2 separate regions of the Sus scrofa genome follow, and region 2 is linked to region 1. The links are chromatin contacts, called in public HiChIP or PLAC-seq maps. All regions are on one chromosome and are shown on one strand. The core of a region is the stretch at or near the end of the contact, and the rest is flanking DNA. Distances in the headings are between cores, read along the strand shown. Region 1 holds the start of FAM98B (protein FAM98B). Region 2 holds the start of SPRED1 (sprouty-related, EVH1 domain-containing protein 1).

What was found. HiChIP or PLAC-seq counts read pairs in DNA pulled down with a chosen protein or histone mark.
Region 2: a contact with region 1 is called in an H3K27ac HiChIP or PLAC-seq map of alveolar macrophages. The contact joins the promoter of SPRED1 here to the promoter of FAM98B in region 1. A contact is called at or near these places in 2 of 2 datasets of contacts at active chromatin or transcription factors (alveolar macrophages and skeletal muscle).

The regions. Positions count from the first base shown.
Region 1 is chr1:132,817,575-132,821,080 of Sscrofa11.1, forward strand. It overlaps FAM98B (protein FAM98B), which reads right to left and starts at 1,717. Exons shown (of 8, transcript XM_005659764.3): 1 at 1,569-1,717. The coding sequence starts at 1,639.
Region 2 is chr1:133,015,124-133,018,629 of Sscrofa11.1, forward strand. It overlaps SPRED1 (sprouty-related, EVH1 domain-containing protein 1), which reads right to left and starts at 1,602. Exons shown (of 7, transcript XM_003121622.6): 1 at 428-1,602. The coding sequence starts at 459. It overlaps LOC106506784 (basic salivary proline-rich protein 2-like), which reads left to right and starts at 488. Exons shown (of 3, transcript XR_002345566.1): 1 at 488-1,469.

The DNA of each region.
Region 1 (3,506 bases), core at 467-2,966:
TGTGTGAAAGAACAATTTAGTGAAGTACACTATAAATGAAAAGAGGGTAGAAATAACTTAGTTTCCTCATCTTTGAAAGGAACAGGGTGGAACAGATGATTTCAGAAGTCTCAGTTCTAACAGTCTGATTTTAACATCTGTGCATCAAAATCATGTTTGGAGCTTGTAAAAAACTGTTTTTGTCTGGTGTATACCACAAACTGAGTGAGTATTTGAACTTCTTGTTTTGGTTACTAGTAACCAAGTTAAGTAAAAATTTCCAAGAGATTTCACACAAGTAAAAATGGCCCCTAAATAATTAATTACAGGTTCTGTTCTTTCATTAGTCAGGACTTACTAAGTGAGAGGCTCAGTAACAGTAAGTCACTGCTAAGTGGATATTGTCAGGGTCCACAAGAAGCAGTTGATAGACGAGTAAGTACAGTTTTAAGAAAAATAAAGGAGGGAGGAGGGGTAGTTGGAGCTCCAGGACAACACCGCAAAGGACAGCCTATTCTATTCAAGAAACCCCAGGATGTGGCAGGGCACACAATTGTGCAGATGGCGCCAATTTCTTTAATTAATGTGTTTTTTCACTCTCAGCCATATAGTTGAGAGTACTCACCTCTGTGCACTCTCTATTTTGAACTCTTCTTTTTCATTCATTTACCCATTCACCAAACCACTATTTATTGCACTACACAACAGTTGCAGAATGTTGTTGGGCAGAGGACAGGTAAAGCATTTGTTCTGGAGCTGACTTTTAGGGGTTGGAGGGTGGGGATGGATGTTCAAGAGACAATAAACAAATGTGCAGGACAAGATAATTTGGGATAGGGACAAGGGCTGTGGAGAAGAATAAGACCGATGTTGAGGGAGAGCCTAAGTTGCATATATTGATCCCCAGACCTGAAAGTATTAACATCATTCCAGGAACTCTCATAGCACGTACTATTCTGAATTGCAAACACCAGCAGGCTCTTTGTAGTCCCCAGGACTAAGTAAACTACTAGTAATATGAAAACTTTTTCCTCTGCCTAGCACATAAATATGCATTAACGAGAAACGGTTGAAGGAATAGACTTACACTGAACTAAAACCCTTTCTTAAGTCAAGGAAGCAGGAGAAATTGTCTCTGGCGCCCTAAGTAAGCCACAGGTTATAAGACACAGGAGACAATAGTCGGCAGCTGCACCCTGGTCCCCAGTGCCCACCTCACCCCCCGCCCTGGGCACAACAACCACGTCAACAAAAATATGACCCGCAGGGCAGGGACACGCTTCCCCAAAGGAGTGCTGCCAGGCAGGCCGCTCCACGCCTTCTCTGCGGGCCCCAGTGCAGAGCTCGGAAGGAGTTTGGAAGAGGGGGCCACGCTCCCCAGCTCTCTCCAGCCCTGCTCCACCCCTCAAACGGATTTCTCTCCCGCCTCCCTCTTAACTCCGTCGGCGCCGGAGGCAGCGAGGCGGGGAAAGAGGCCTGCGCCGAGCGGCGGGAGCCTGGCGGAGGCCCACAGGGAGGAGACTGCAGCAGCCTAGCGGAGGGAGAGCTTACGTTTTCGGGGGGGAAAAATCGGTCCCAGGACTACTTACCCCAGCGCCTCTAGTGTGTCCAACACGTCCCCCTCCATTGTGGGTTCGGGACCCGGCTCCGGCCCTCTCATGGTCCTTTGCCCCAAAGCTGTTCCACACTCTAAGGAGCCCGCCGGAAACTAGCGTCACGGCACCAAGGTTCCGGGTGGGGTCTCAACCTGGACTGCTAAGGAGTGCCTCTAACCTGGGGCGGAAATGTTCCCCGCCCTGAGGCGATGGGCCCTTGGAATCAAAATCACTTTAGCTAACAATACTAACTTTTAAAAATAAAAAATAACAATAAATAGTAGTAATAAGAAGGCTTGTTTGTGTTGGATCTTAGTATACATCGTGATTCCACTCAACTTGTCAACCTGCCAAATCGCAGACCTCTCTGTTTAGAACAAAAATCCTAAAATGAAATATAATCTTGAGCTAAAATTGTACATAAAATCATGTACCTACCCCCCAAATTTTAAGTCAATATACACAACAATGCTCCAACTTTGAAGAAAACAGAGAAGGAAATTTATAACTGTTTCATTATGAAATGTAGAAGATGAAGTGATCAGATGTTTGCATCTATCTGGAATCCTCTTCAACATACCTACAATGTGTTTACTGCTGACAAAATGTCAGTTATACAAAAAACAAAAATAGAGAATAGAGTAAATGATATGCTTTTCCAAAATTGTGACTAACTCTCCATGAATCTCCAAAGAAAACACAGTATTCCCTCTGTGTATAATTTATGGAGAATTCAGTCTCTATCTAAGAGACACAGAAAAAAAAAAGTTAGGTTCATAGGTAAAAGGGAATCAGCACATTACATCACCCATATGAATATCCAGAAAAGCTATTCAAAGTTGTGGAAAACATCCCACCCGGCACAGTGTGTTGCTGCAGCTGTAGCTTAAGTGGCAGCTGCAGCTTGGATTTGATCCCTGGCCAGGAATTCCATATGCCATGGGGCAGAGCTGCCATAAAAGAAAAAAAATTGTGCAAAACACAGTAATTATTAGTCTTTGTAAAAGACTGTCCTATGACTTACAGAATACATAAAATGCCTGGCCCTAATCCACTGAAGTCAGTAAAGCCTCATCTCCCTAATCACTGTTACAAATAAAAAGATTACCAATAAATTTGTAAAAATCCCCTCGGGAAAGTTTACCCATAAATTTTAATAGATTTCAATAATGACTCCTCTACCATTACTCTAGACTCAAGTATAAAATGATTTGCAGCGTTGGAGTTCCTGGTGGGTTAAGGATCCATGTTGCTGTGGCGTAGGCAGGCAGCAACAGCTCTGATTAGACCCCTAGTCTGGGAACCTCCATATGCCGCGGGTGCAACCCTAAAAAGACAAAAGACCAAAAAAAAAAATGATTTGCAGCTTAACATATTTGAATTCATTTCTAAACCAGACAGCGAATGCATATTCTGAGTGGTTATTGCCCACTTCAAAGAGCTGAAGTTACAGAAAGTACTTTCTTTCTGGGAATTCCCTTCATGGCACAGCAGAAACGAATCCAACTGGAATCCATGAGGATGCGGGTTCAATTCCTGGCCTCGTTCCCATGAGCCAGGGATCTGGCATTACAGTAAGCTGTGATGTAGGTTGCAGCCATGGCTCAGATCCCACCATTGCTGTGGCTGCAACATAGGCTGTAGCTCTGATTTGACCCCTAGCCTGTGAACTTCCATAGGCCCCAAGTGCAGCCCAAAACAAAAAAGTGCTTTCTTACTAATTAGGAGATATTAACAGGGCCATTTCATACTGACAAAAGTGTCAAGACAACAAGATGCTGTAACAACCCTAAATGTTTACTTGCTTAATAACCAACCTCAAAATGTATAAATGAAAAACAAGGGAGTTCTCACTGTGGCTCAGCAGGATAAGAACCCAAAAGAGTGTCTGTGAGGATTTGGGTTCCATCCCTAGCTTCGCTCAGGGGGTAT
Region 2 (3,506 bases), core at 352-2,851, 200 kb after region 1:
GAGGTGCTCCCACACGTTAGTTTCCGAAAGAAACTGCTATAAAGGAGGCAGGACGGATATTCAAGGTATGCTGACCGGCATGCTAAAGTGAAAAAGGACAGGCCAGAGGTCTTCCAGGCACTGGGGTAATTTCTACCCCGCCTCCATGCATCTACAGCACTCCATCTCCCGAGCGCACAATTGCCATCCCAGCCCAACACTAAATACCTTCCCCCAGATGAAAGCAACTAAAGGCTGGGGGTGGGGGTGAGGGGGTGGGGTGCAGCCATTAAATAAAATGGCTAAAAAAACAAATGTTTTCTCCACAGCAAGATGCACCGAACTCTCCAGGGTTGCAAGCACCTAAGTCTCTGAGGGGTCTGGGGGAGTGCCAAGGAAGGGGGCTATGGGAGGGGTGGTAAGTAATCAAGATCAGTAAGGTGCTTACTCGTTGTCAGAAGTCGCCGTCTCCTCGCTCATCTTTCCCTCACCGTGATCCGATCTGGAGATGGAGGAGCAACAGCAGACGCAGGAGCAGCAGCAGCACCGAGGGGCAAGAGGCAGCGGCGGCCGGGGGGGCGCGGGGGCAGCGGCTCAGGGGCCTCACCATGGTGGATGTCTCACCCGGAACGGTACCCCCCCAGCCGGGAACCCCGGCCACCCCCGCAGGGGGGTGGCGGCGACAACCTCCACCGTGGCGACCCCAGCCTCTTCGCCCGCCTCAGCGCCCAGCCAAGAGATCCGAGGAAGCCAGGGAGGGTGGGAGGAGAAGAAAAAAGGCAGGGGGGCTGCAAAGGCAGACTGGAGAGCTGCTCCTCCGGCCACTGGGGTGGAGCGCGGCGGGGTCCGGCCAGGAAGGAGCGGGCGGGCGGAGAACCCAGGAGCAGAGGCGGCGCTTCCCTCAAGGATGCGGCGAGGAGGAAGCAGGGCTCCGCTCGGTGGGGGCCGGCGGGGGGGTGCCGAGCCCAGACCCGGGCGGCGGCAGCGCGGTCCTGCGGAAGCCCACCCCACCATCTCCCGCCTCGCGGTCGGCTGCCCTCAGTCCCCGGCGGCGACCGGGCCGGTCCTTCCGGACGAGCAGAAGCGGGCGAGGGGCCTCAGGGCGGCGGATTCCTCCAGACACGCTCTGGCCGGGACGGTTCCAGAAGAGGGAGGAGGGGGCGGCGGGACGCGTGTGAGGCAGGGGCAGGCGGACCGACCGCCCCCAGCCGGGCCGGAGAAGAGCGACGCGCCCCAGGGGCAGGGTCACGAGAAGCGTCGGGAGAGCGAGGGAGCGGCCGCGGGTCCCCCAGCAGCCTGCGCCCAGCAGCAGCTCGGCGGGTCAGCTCCTCACGCCCGCCAGAGGGGAGCCGCGAGGGGGGCGGCGGAAGCGCTCACGCCGCCCGCTCCTTCCGCCGCCGCCGCTGCCCGAACCGGGGGCGCCCGCGGGAGAAGGAGACGAAGTAGTCCCTGGCGATTTCCCCGCACCGCCAGCTTCCCGGAGAACCAGAGTGGGTATGGGGCGGGGTGGCCGAGCGGGGTGACCGGGCTGTGAGGGTGTAGTGGGTAGGAGGGCTAAAAGCTGCGACCTCAGGACGAATCACCGCAACTCGAAGTCGTGTGCAGCATAGCAAGTTTCAGGAAAGTAGTTCCCTCCTCCCTTCATTTCCCAAATCGTTGTCGAGCCACAGAGCGGGGAGAGGAGGAGGGAGGCGGAGGGATACGCAGGCACGGTGCTCGTGTGCGTGCGCGCGCTCCAAACTCTTGGCACGCCGCGGAAGGAGGCGGGGGTGGGAGCTGCACCGGGAGCAGCTCCGGAGGTTGCATTGTGGCGGCGCGGTACTCCCCTTAACTCGCTTTGGAATATCCGGGTTGTTTGAACCTAGAGGCTAGGATGACAGCGTGCTCAAGGAGGCAATGGAGGCTCCTCTGTTCAGCTGTGTGTGTGTGTGTGTGTGTGTGTGTGTGTGTGTGTGTGTGTGTGTGTGTTTTCCTTGCAGAGCAAAGAATGGAACTGGCATGAGTTCATCTTTAGTTGGTGGGGGTTGGAGGGAAGGGACTACATGTACAAAGAGAGCTCCTCCTGCTGTCCCTCTGGTTGCACTGCTGCAGTCTCCTAGCTGCATGCACTGAAGGAGTGTGTGTGTGTGTGTGTGTGTTAGAGAGGGAGAAAGAGTTTAAATACCTTGGATTCTTACTGAGCAAGGGGTATTCTGTGCGGGGCATTCATCTCAAAAAGCTAGCGTGGTTGTTAATGGAGAACGACTTCCATTGAAGCCCTGGGTAGGCGTGTTATATGAATCTGGCGCAGCCAGAAGCACAGGAAATAACTCCCGCTGCGAGTGAGGTTGCATAACTATAGCGCAGAAGATGCCTCTGTGGCACGCACGAACTGCTCTAAACCGAGGCGGAACAATTATTCAATAGGCAGCTGTCACGTTTGCAATGTTAGAGGACAATGTATGCATTCAGCTCAAAAGGTTTTTGCACAGAAACCTACTGGGGTTTGGGCCAGAGTTTAAGGGTCTGCCGGACCAGAGGACTCAGCTCCTGGCTCTGCAAGTGCTATTATCTCTTACCTACCTAGAAAGGCAGCCTGTACTGGATCAGGCCTGGTGGACTGAGTCCCAAGTTTCTGACGCATCTCCCTAGGTATCAGTATGGCTCTGTGTGCAGTGCTTTTTTTCTCTCCTTGGGTTTGTGCGACCCGAGGACGAAGGTTGCTGCTCCTGCCACCTTGAGGAATAGAACAATTCCTGAGAAAGAAAAAGTGGGAGACTGCCGAATAAGTCAGCACTCGTTTGCCATCCATCTCCAGGAAGTTTCAGGACTGCTGTTCCAGAGAGTCTGGACCAAGCCTTTATATAGTATTTTGGACATTGTAGGTGCTTAGTCAATCCTAGAGGAATAAATAAAGGAGTTGAATCAGTCTGCCCAAAGACCCTCCCGTTGATTTCTGAGGTTTTATATAACTCTTGCTTCTTGTCTTGCAGCAGAATTGTCCTTTCTCAGGGCAAGGAAGGGGTAGTGTTAGTGACAGGAAGAGGTAAAGGGGATAGGCAATAGTCAGAAGTTGCCTCTGAACCTATGTTTTTCATATTGTTCCTGCAAAGAAACTGTGACGAGAAGTGTTGGAACTGCCCCCTCTCCTTCCAATACTGCTGCTCACCACATTGGCTGCTTGGATTTGAATCAAGTCCCATCAGTTATAATTTGTATTCTAGACAATTTTTGTTCTAGGCAGGCTATTTACATTCTGTCCCTGTATGAAATGGGGATAATAGTACCTAACTCATAGAACTGCTGTACTGATTAATTAGGTGATAGTATACATAAAGTACTTGGAACAGATTGAGAGCTGAAGTCTTCACTCTCACCTTGATTTTACAAAACAGATAATAATAAATTCCATGACAAAATGGTGGCAGTTGCTCTGAAGTTTCAGTGTAAAGCATTCAGTAGCTTTGTTCATTCATTCAACAAATAACCATTGGTTTTCTTCCATGTCCCACTCTTGTTAGGCACATGGTCTGGTCCTTAGCAAGCCA